Regions from separate parts of the Sus scrofa genome. Here region 2 is linked to region 1. The links are chromatin contacts, called in public Hi-C maps. All regions are on one chromosome and are shown on one strand. The core of a region is the stretch at or near the end of the contact, and the rest is flanking DNA. Distances in the headings are between cores, read along the strand shown. Region 1 holds the start of TNK2 (activated CDC42 kinase 1). Region 2 holds the start of OSBPL11 (oxysterol-binding protein-related protein 11).

The links. A called contact is a pair of places that touch in the nucleus more often than the background predicts.
Region 2: a contact with region 1 is called in a Hi-C map of liver, with 4 times the contacts expected there. The contact joins the promoter of OSBPL11 here to the promoter of TNK2 in region 1. A contact is called at or near these places in 1 of 47 Hi-C or Micro-C datasets (liver) and 1 of 2 datasets of contacts at active chromatin or transcription factors (alveolar macrophages).

What each region holds. Positions count from the first base shown.
Region 1 is chr13:134,079,888-134,085,491 of Sscrofa11.1, reverse strand. TNK2 (activated CDC42 kinase 1) reads right to left here and starts at 3,226. Exons shown (of 13, transcript XM_021070192.1): 1 at 2,751-3,226. It also overlaps the pseudogene LOC106505774.
Region 2 is chr13:134,716,058-134,721,661 of Sscrofa11.1, reverse strand. It overlaps OSBPL11 (oxysterol-binding protein-related protein 11), which reads right to left and starts at 3,311. Exons shown (of 13, transcript XM_021070201.1): 1 at 2,272-3,311. The coding sequence starts at 2,468.

The sequences.
Region 1 (5,604 bases), core at 1,977-4,476:
GCACATGAAAAGATGCTCAACATTGTCTCTACAGAAATGCAAATTAAAACCAAAACAGATACCATTACAGACCTACTAGGATGTCTAAACTTAAAGAGACTGATCATACCAAGTCCTGACCAAGGAGTGAACGGCCTGGAACTTTCATACACAGCTGGTGGGTACATAAAATGGTACAACCACTTTGGAAAACAGTCCAGCAGTTTGTTAAAAACTAAATGTACACTTACTATATGACCCAACTATTCCAGTCCAAGGATTTAATCCAAGAAAAATAAAAGCCTATGTCCATACAAAGACTGACACAAATATTCAAGGTAGTTTTCCATGTAATAACCAAAAACTGAAAACAACCCATTAAAAGGTGAATGGATATACAGACTGTAGAATGTACATACAAGAGAATACTACTCAGCAATAAAAATGAATAAGCAGTTGTTACACAACATGCATGAATCTCAAAATAATTGTGCTGAGTGAAAAAAAAAAAAAAACAAACAGACAAGAGCACATGCTGTATGATTCCAGCTACATAAATTTGAGATAATGCAAACTCATGTATAGTGACAGAAAGCAGACCACTGTTACCTGGGGAAGGGGGGTGTGCAAAGGAGGAGTAAGATGGCGGGATTACAAAGAGGCACAAAAAACTTTGGAGGGTTTAGGAATAGTGGGTATGTTCCTTATCCTGATTGTGGTAGTAGTTTCACAAGTATACACATATGTTTCATTATGTTTTAAATATGTTCCATTTACCATATATCAGTATACCTCAATAAAGCTGTTATGAAAAACAAAAAAGCAGAGTTCCTTTTGTGGCTCAGCAGTAATGAACCTGAGTAGTATCCATGAGGTTGCAGGTTCGATCCATGGCCTCGCTCAGTGGATTAAGGATGGTGCTGCCAAGAACTGTGGTCAGACATGGTTTGGATCTGGTGTTGCTGTGGCTGTGGCAGGCCAGCAGCTGCAGCTCTGATTCAACCCCTAGTCGGGAACTTCCATATGCCGCACTTGCGGCCCCAAGTTTAAAAAACAAAACAAAACAAAAAATCATCTTCCAGATTAGAGCAAAGGGCAGGAGGATAATCATGGGCTTAAGAGCCAGAGGAAAAGGTCTGGGGGCACCGACCCCTCCTCCCCATTATCTGCCAGCCTCAGCTCCCAGGAAGGTGGACACTAGGCTGGCAAAGCAGGGTCTGAGCCCCCTGCACTCAGGACAGTGGAGGGAAAACCACAGTCCACCTCACAGATAAGGAAACTGAAGCCCAGAGACATTACCCTGCCTTAGAAGGTTACACAGCTACTAAGTGGTCTAAATCCAGATCTGCCAAAGTCCTCCTTCTCTTCATCTACCACAAATTCAAGAACCAACCTGAAATAGGGTGAAGATGCGTGCTGTGTTCAAAACAATTCTCTCCACTGAAGCCCAAGTGCCAGAACAAGTCTGGCCATCCCAGAAGAGCCAGACACCGTGGACACAGCAGCTGAACTTCCGGTGCCTGAGTGTTTGGCGTGGCAGGATGACAGGCAGGCGTGGGAAGAAGCTGTCGGTCAAGTTTGCGTATGCATGGGAAGCAGGCTAACCGGCTCCTCCAGCAGAGTCGCCACAGCTGCCTGCCTAGAATGCCACCACCACTGTCTCTGGCCCGAGAGAAAAGGACCAGCTCCACCCAGTCCAGCTGGGACAGGGGTCTGGGTCCATCTGACTCAGAGCCACTCCTTGGGCTGGGGGAGAGATGGGTCTCAGCTAAGGCCCTGAGACAGAGAGCAACTCTGCACCCACTCCTCCCGCAGGGCTAGAGAAGCAAGAACCCAGACAGGGCCAGGTAAGAGGTGAACAGCCCTAGGAAGATGAGGCCCACAAGTGGCCGACCAAGCCCATATGGGGCAGGAGCGAACAGGCTTGGCATCCAGGCCATGAGGGTCAAGAGGAAGCCAAATTTAGCCCCCACTCCTGTAAGCCCCACCTCTAAGCTGGGCTGGGAGCTGGCCCTGGCTGGTAAGGAACCCATAATGCCACAGCTGTCCATGTGGCCACCTCTACGGGGGTGGGCTGGGTCTGAGCCACAGAGGATGCCCAGAGTTGAGCACTGCAGATACCCTTTCCTCTCCCACACTTTCAGGTTGTGGTCCTCACCACCAGCAGCTCTTCGCCCTTTGGCCCACTATTCATCCTTGGCTCTGGGCCCTCAGTATTAATCAAATGTGACAAGAGGTGTGGCGGGAGCAGGTCAGGCTCGTGCCCAAGTCACTGGCTGCCACACTCATATCTCAGCTCACGTGGCCGACAGGGTTACAAGATAAGGTCCTCATAATGCAATGCTGCCCCTTCCCTTTTTTGGAACGTGTTTTGAGGACCTGAGGCAGCCTGTGCTGATTGCACCACCCCAGCTATGGCATGGAGGCACCCCTACCTCCACTGGTAGACTGGTGAAGGGGTGACTACCTCCTCTACAGCCTCAGCCTGGGGCTACTCCTCTCTTCCTCTGCCCAGGCCTGGCAGCCACCCAGACAGTCTCGCCACCAGTCTAGACTCTAAGGAAATGTCCCATCACTCCAGTTGGCATATACAGTACTGGGGGGAGGGGTCCTGCCTTGCTGTTGAAAACTGCACTGCTTCCTTCCTTGCCAGGTTTAAACACCGAGAAATAAAAAAAGGCAGTTTGGAGACCACGTTCTCCTGAGATAACTGCAGCCCCCTCCTTCCAAACACAATAATTCCAGCTGAGAAGAGAACTGGGCTTCCTTACCTGCTGCCTTCCACTGGCTCTCTTCAGACACAGCTTCTATGATGACCCGGCTGAGGCAGAAAAGGACCCAGCAGGACACTGCCTGCTATCCGACAGTGGCTTCCAAAGCTCCGAGGTTCTGCTGCCCACTCCCCAAACCCCTACATTCTTCGCTCACTTCGGCCCTGCCCGACCCTGGTGCTGAGCAGCCAGCCTCTGGGTTACCACCTCTCCTCCTCCTGCGCCTCCGGATTCTGTGTCCCTCAGGGGGCTCTTCTCCCTCCTGAGACCCCTTTCCGTCCAAGTATGTTTCCTGGACAGCCCGCACCACCTGCCCCTCCTGCACCCCAGGCAGCCAATTTGCTTCCTGCACCCCGAGGCGTCCCTCTCCCTCAGGCCCCCGGGGCCCCACTGGCCGGGCCCTCCCCACCACCTCCAGTCTCCTGCGTCGTGCCGGGGCTGCTCCGAGGACCACTGCCTCCCGTCTGAGATGCCCGCAGCTCTCCCAGTTCTGCTCCCCCAGCTCTCCGGAACTTTCAAGCTCCTCTCTGCGCTCCCAGGAGCGGTCCCCGAACTCGGACAGCTGCTCGGGCTGCTGCAGCAGCCTGCGTGGGCTCCCCTCCCCCCGTTCCTGCACCCCGGTGCGGGCCTCCCCCCGCTCCTGCACTGCGGGGCTGCCTCCCCCCTTCTCCTGGTGTTGCTTGCGGGGCCCCAGCCCCTCCTCCTGCACCACAGGCCAGCTCGCGGAGCCCGTCCACCGCGGAGGGTTCCTCCAGTCCGCGCCGTCCGGCGGCCCCCACACCACCCCAGGCTGGGCTCGTGGCCCCGGCCGCCCCGCTCCTGCACCCCCGGGCCCACCCCGCCCTCCTCCTGCACGACCGGACCCACGCCCCCCTGCTCCTCCACGCCGAGCTTCAGCCCGCGAAGCTGCTGCGGGCCCCAGCTAAGAACCCCGACCCGCTGCGGCTGTTGCTCCGGCAGCGCCGGGCTAAGCCCGCCGCGCTCCTCCTGCGCGCCCCGCCTGGGACCCCCCGCTGGCACTGCCCAGCGCACTCGCCTGCCCCCCAGAGGCCGCGCGGTCCCGCCCCTCCAGATGGTGCTGCCCTCCGCGCCCGCTTACAACGGCCCCCACCCGCCTCCTTCCGCCCCGTCCCCCGGGGAGGGGGCTGCGGGGCCGCGTTCTCTCCCGCTCAGCTCCCACGTCCCGGTCCCGGCCCCCAGCCCTAGCTTTTGGGCGTCAACGTCCGCCCGCCGGGCGCAGCGCCCTGCGCCGGCCCCCGCAGGTGCTGCGGCCCCGCGCGCCGGCCCGAGAGCCAGGAGCGCCCGCCCTCCTGCCGGAGTTCCTGGAGCCCGCCTGCGCCTGCGCCGCCCCAGGGGGGCGGAGCCCCGAAGGGTTGGCCCTCCCCCTTAAGGGGCCCTGTCCAGTTTACGCCTCCCTCTCCCCGGTCCCTAGTCCGCTCCCGCTCCCGCTTCATCCCTCCAGAGGTCCTGCTTGAACCTTCCTGTGGAGCAGAGGGAGAAGAGGTGAAGGGAGGAGTTCGCATTGAGAGATGTAGTCAACCAGGCCTATCGGAGGAGCACTGAAATAGGAGTCTCGAATTCTAAGTAGTTCAGCTACTGCTGAGTTGCCATTTGACAGTATAAAAAATTACTTCCCTCTGGCATCAGTTGCCTTGTTTTCCAAAATGAGAAGGCTGGATTGAAGAGTTTCCAGGGTCCCAATCCAGTGAGTGTTTTACTGCAGAGAACTCTAGTCCTAATCTCTCAGCAGCAGCCCAGAGGCTTATGAACCTGGGCTGGCCCTACTCTTTCCCTGGGGCCCAGGGAGAGGCCTATAACAGGCTTAGGCCTGGGGCACTTCCTGTTGGGTATACAGGTAGAAAGAGTCCCAGGCAAAGGGGGACTTCCTCCCTCCTCACTGTGTCCTCTTGGGCCTATGCCCTGAAAGGAGGAGAAAATTCAGAGCTCCTCTCTGGGAGAGTGAGAGTGCAGCCTGCAGGCTCAGATCCTAGCACAGCTGGAGGTGGTGAAGCTTCGAACCCAAAGGCTTAGGGCAACTTGGCCCTGTTATTATTTGTACCTTATCTATAAAATGGGTATAATAAACACCTCCAGAAAGGACTGTCCCATATATCAAATATCAGACAGCTGTGTGAGGGTGACACATTCTGCACTCCTGTTTTCCAGCATTTGGTCCAAGCGCCCTGACCTGACCACAGTAGAGCACTTAAAAGGGGGTGGGTTCCAGACAGCCGGGGGAGGGGGTAGGGGGGCTGGACTGGGTGGATTTGGACCATGGCATCTTGCCCTATGAGGTAGGCAAGGCACCTTTCTACCAAATCCTCTGATAACTGTGTATAAGGGTTGCCCTTCACGGTGGAGCCAGGGCCAGTGAGCAGGAGGTTGAATACACCCCACCTGAGCCCAGAGTCTATGGCGAGCAGGACTCTGCAGGTAATAGAACTGAGGCTCTACATAATTAAGTAATACCTGGTAGTAGTGAAACCAGGATTCAGATCAAGTTTTCTGACTCCCAAGTCTGCTCTAACCACTAAGGCACAACAAAGCAACACCAAACCCAGGAGCTTTGGGAAGCATCAGATCTGACTAGATTTGGGGGATAATAGATGCAAACAACTGATTTGGAGCAAGTTTCTCAGCTGGTAAATCAGGCTCTAAATCAAACAAAGCAAGGAGTCCGAGTGCTGGTCGGGGTGATTCTCTTAGGAGAATTGACTCTGGGCCATAGACTCTGGGCTCAGGTGGGGTGTATTCAACCTCCTGCTCACTGGCCCTGGCTCCACCGTGAAGGGCAACCCTTATACACAGCTCCCCATTCTCCCATCCCCCCTCCAGTTGCTCAGACCCGAGCCTC
Region 2 (5,604 bases), core at 2,062-4,561, 640 kb before region 1:
TGCATTTTCCAGATCCTTAAGCATCTTTCTTTTTTTTTTAATTTGAGCTATTTTCCTTGAAACTGTTCACCACTATTCTCCAAAACAGACTGCTTTCCTGGATGACTTAAGGTTATTGCAACTATGATTACTATTCGAGGAAGTAATATGGCTGAGTCTGCATGTTAATTTTTCACATATTTGATTGTCCTATGTTGTCAGTTGCCATTTCCTGTTACACTTCCCTGATACCTTTTTTATTTATGCTCCCAACAGATTCTAGTTTGAAAATTACATAACCATTAAGCAATACTCTTAATAAGGGATAATATGGTCCTGAATCAAAGTACAGGAGCAAAGGGTATGGCTTTATGACAACTCTCCCCAGTATTAAGAAAACTGTTTCACTTTTCAATTCAATAAAGACTGGGTTAATTCTTTAATTCAAAGAACTAAAGATGTCAGAAGACTGATCTCTGACTACATGAAATATTACTTTATCTTGTTTCCTTAAGTCACATTAAAATAACCCTGCCAAATTACTGACAATTTTATATAGTTAGACTTAAACCACAAAAACACATCATGTATTGCAAAAGTGAGCAGGCGTTTCTCAGTAACTAAATATATTTTAATCGCTTACCTATAATAATTTACCAATAAAAAGTTATATTCTTCTACATTGTTTCTATACGTTAATACGTCAAGCATATTTCACATATATGGATATTATTCATGATAAATGTATACAGCCTTTACAGAATCTTGACTTTAATCCCTTTCAAATTTCACAACTACAAAACAGCACACAGGCAGTCAGTTAACCAAAATTTAATTTATTCCTGTACTTCCAATACCATGGCATATTCAATTTCATTCATTCTTAAGAGTCTGAATAATCCAGCAATTCTACTTCTGAGTATTTTCTGAAGAAAAGGAAACCAATAACTCAAACATTCACTGAAATATTATTTATGATGTTCACTGCAATATTATTTACAATAGTCAAAACATGGAACCTAAGTGTCCATCAAATGGACAATGATGAATGGATAAATAAAATGTGGTATGTGGTATACATAAAAAATGGAATATTATTCAGCCATAAAAAATGAGGAAATTTTGCCATTTGCAACACATGGAGAGACCCTGAGGGCATTATGCTAAGTGACATCAGTCAGACAGAGAAAAGACAAATACTGCATGATCTTGAAAAAGAATGGATGTGTGTATATGTATAACTGAATAATTTTTTTGTACAGCAGAAATTATCACAGCATCGTAAATCAACTATACTTTAATAAAACTTCATAAAATGAAAAAAAATACTGTATGATCTCACTTATATGTGGAATCTAAAAAACAAAACAAAACTCATTAATACAGAGAATTACATGGGGGTAGCCATAGGGAAGGATGACTGAAATGAGTGAAAGTGATCAAAAAGTACAAACTTCCAGGTATAAAATAAACAAGTCCTGGAAACGTACAGTATGGCAACTATAGCTGATAATACTGTTATTATACAGCATTATTACTATTTGAACGTTGATAAGAGATTAGATCTTAAAAGTTCTCATCCCCCCAAAATTGTAACTATGTGTGGTGATAATGGTAACTAGATGTATTAAGGTGACCATTTCACAATACATACAAAATATCAAATCATTATGTTGTACACCTGAACCTAATACCTCATATATTTCTCAATTAAAAAAAAAAATTCTAGGAGTTCCCGTCGTGGCTCAGTGGTTAACGAATCTGACTAGGAACCATGAGGTTGCTGGTTCGATCCCTGCCCTTGCTCAGTGGGTTAAGGATCCAGCATTGCCTTGAGCTGTGGTGTAGGTTGCAGACGCGGCTCACTTCCCTCGTTGCTGTGGCTCTAGCATAGGCCAGTGGCTACAGCTCCGATTAGACCCCTAGCCTGGGAGCCTTCATATGCCGCAAGTGCGGCCCTAAAAAGCAAAAAAAACAAAAAAACAAAAAAAACCCCAAATCAAATTACAATATAGGAAAAAAGAGGAGTACAGCATCAAATCAGAGTCAAAATTAACTCCAAAGCTGTAGAGAAAGTCCAGAGAAACATTTCTGTGTTCTCCAAAGGGCCTTCAATAGATACCTGTTGAATGGACAAATGAATTAAATCTTGCTAATGAAAGATGAGACCCCAGATCCAAACGAGATGTATCTGTTACCTGCGGAAGTCAGTGGATAAGCTTTACCCTTCAACAACTGCAGGAACTCGGGGTCCAACACACCCCCACCCTCACCTTGGAGAAAGGGCCATACCTGTACTGCCAGCCTTTGGCACTGCCACCTCTGCTGCTGCCGCTGCTGCTGCTGCTGATTCCACCCCCACAGCTGCTGTTGCTGCTGTTCTTGTTGGGGGTCACCGCGGTGGCCAGGCCCTCCAGCCTTCCTTCGCTCTCTGAGACTTTCATTGTTGACAGTGGTTCACCTCCCTGCATCTTAACTTCAAAGTCCATTTGCCCCTCTCGGGCGGAGAGAACAACTCTGTATGGTAGTTTTGTAAGTGGTGAGATTTAAGATTTGATCTGAAGGTGATCCCAATTGCCAAATGAGACGGTGGCTGGAGTAGGAACCATCAAATAATCCAGGGAACGAATACAAGCATTCCTCGTGAAGGAAAACTTTTAAGAGGAGAGGAGTAGCGATGAGAATAGATGTCCTTTAAATAGATGTCTCCTTTCGGGCAAAAACAAGGAAGAAAAAAAAATCACCCTGCCCGAGGACTTGGTGGCATGCTCAAAGGAGAAGCAGAAGGAGCGTGGGGAGGTCGCGGACTCCAGCCAAGAGGGCTGGGAGGAGGACGGGCCACGGACCGGGACTCGCGGCCTGACCTCTGGGCTGACAGACTTGACCCGCCGCGCTCCCTCTTCTTCTCCAGCCGGTCCTCAGCGGGAAGGGCCCCGTCCACCCCTCTCGGCGGTTCCCGCCGCAGCCCCCAAGACTGAGCGGGAGCAGCCCGCGCGCAGCCGGGGAGGAGGGTTGGGGAGGGAGGCCGCCGGGGGCGGGACGCCGGCTCCCAGGGCTACCCTGCCTCCGGCAAAGGCGAGCCGCTCGGGGCGACTTCCTCCAGCACGCTCGGCCTCGGGCCCTCGACTCGGTTCTCAGGGGCGGACTAGTCCCTCACCCTCTCCCCAATCCAAATGTGAGAGCCACAACGGCGGCCGCCGCCCCACCCACAGTCCCACGGTAGGTCACCCACCCGCCTGCTCTCTCCCCGCCTTCCCTTCCGGAGTACCATGAGCTCACTTCCCTCAGAGCGGAAGCCCTGGGCGCCATCTTGGAGCAGGGCGCGCAGCCCTGAAGGGGGCGGAGCCTCGGGGATAGCGGGGCCTGGGCGGTGGACTCCAAAGGAAGGGCGGGGAGGGTGGCAGAGGGCGGAGGCAGGGGGACTGACGAAGAGGGAGAAGTAAAGGACTTAGCGCCCTAGTGGAGGGTGGCTTCCGGTCTTCCTAACCCGGTGCAGGCCTTCTGTTCCAGGGCCCATTCCAGCCATTTTAGGGAGAAAACTTAGAAAAATGTCATTTCTATAAGAAATTACAAAAACAGGGAGTTCCCCTCCTGGCGCAGCGGTAACAAACCCGGGTGGTATCCTCGAGGACATGGGTTTGATCCCTGGCTTCCATCAGTTGGTTGGGGACCTGGTGTTGCTGCGAGCTGTGGTGTAGGTCGCAGAGGCAGCTCAGATCCAGTGTGGTTGTGGTGTAGGCCCCCAACTGCAGCTCCAATTCAACCCCTAGACTGGAAACTGCCATGTGCTGCAGGTGTGGCCCTAAAAAGATTAAATAAATAAATAAAATTACAAAACCAAAAACCATCTATTCATTTTAATAATTTTACAAAAAAAAAAACCTGTGATATTGGCATAAGGCAAATCAGTGTTATAAATAAAAAAGCAACTGTTGGGAGTTCCTGTTGTGGCTCAGTGGGTTAAGAATCTGACATAATTTTAGTGAGGATGCAGTTCCATCCCTGGCATCTCTCAGTGGGTTAAGGATCTGGTGTTGCCGTGAGCTGTGGTGTGGGTCGCAGACGCGGCTCGGATCCCGAGTTGCTGTGGTGTAGGCCGGCGGCTACAGCTCCGATTAGACCCCTGGCCTGGGAACCTCCATATGCCGCGGGAGCGCCCAAGAAATGGCAAAAAGACCAAAAAAAAAAAAAAAAAAAAAAAAAAGTGAGATATGGAAATGCTATAAAATTTGGTTGTGACGATCATTGTATGCCTATAAATGTAATAAAATTCACTGAGTAAAAAAAGAAAAAGAAAATAAGTGAGATGGAGTGGAGAACTTACCTTAGAGAAAACAGTTGAGAGGAGTTACCTGACATGGCGCAGTGGAAATGAATTCAACTAGGAACCATGAGGTTGAGGGTTCGATCCCTCGCCTCAGGATCCTTCCTTGCCTTGAGCTGTGGTGTAGGTCCAAGATGGGCTCATATCCTGAATTGCTGTGGCTGTGGTGTAGGCTGGCAGCTGTAAGCTCTGATTCGACCCCTAGCCTGGGAACCTTCTTATGCTGTGGGTGTGGCCCTTAAAAGCAAAAAAAAAAACCAAAAAAAACAAACAAAAAAAAACAGTTGAGGAAAGTTATCTATGAGGAGATGATATTTATTTATTTATTTGTCTTTCTAGGGCCACTCCCTCGGCATATGGAGGTTCCCAGGCTAAGGGTCTAAACAGAGCTGTAGCCGCCGGCCTTTGCCACAGCCACAGCAACGCCAGATCCCAGCCGCCTCTGCGACCTACACCACAGCTCATGGCAAGGCCATATCCTTAACCCACTAAGCAAAGCCAGGGATCGAACCTGCAACCTCATGGTTCCTAGTCGGATTTGTTAACCACTGAGCCACGACGGGAACTCCGAGGAGATGATATTTAAAGTGAGAGATTAAAGAAAGGCGAGGAAGCTAAGGAAAAAGCTAGCTTTACTTATTTGGGGACAAGAGAGACGTGGGAGGAAATTCTCTTGTGGTGCAGCAGGTTAAGGATCTGGCATTGTCCCAACTGCGGTGCAGGTTCAATCACTGGCCCAGGAATTTCAGCATGCTGTGGGCGAGCCAAAAAAAAAAATAAAGAAAAAGGATAGAGACTAACCAGCATTGGTTATTGGGATGTGGAGAAATTGAAACCTTCATATACCACAGGTAGAAATCTGAAAGGTGGTATATCCATACAATGGAATATTATTTGGCTATAGAAGGAATGAAGTGCTAATATATGCTACAACAAAGATAGATTTCAAAAGCATTATGCTAAGCACAAGAATCAAGACACCAAAAGCCACATATTGTATGATTCCGTTTATAAAAAATGTCCAAGATAGGCAAACCTATAGAGGCGGAAAGCAGATTAGTGGTTGCCAGGTGCTGGGAGGAAGGAGGCATGGAAAGTGACTGCTAATGGCTATGAGGTTTTTTGAGGGGTCATGAAAATGTTTTAAAGTTAGATTAGTGATGGAGTTCCTCTGTGGCTCATCAAGGTTAAGAACCCAGTGTTGTCACTGTAGCAGCTCAAGGCACTGCTATGGCACGGGTTTGATCCCTGGCCCAGGAACATGCCATGGGCACAACCAAAAAAAAAAAATTTAAATAAAA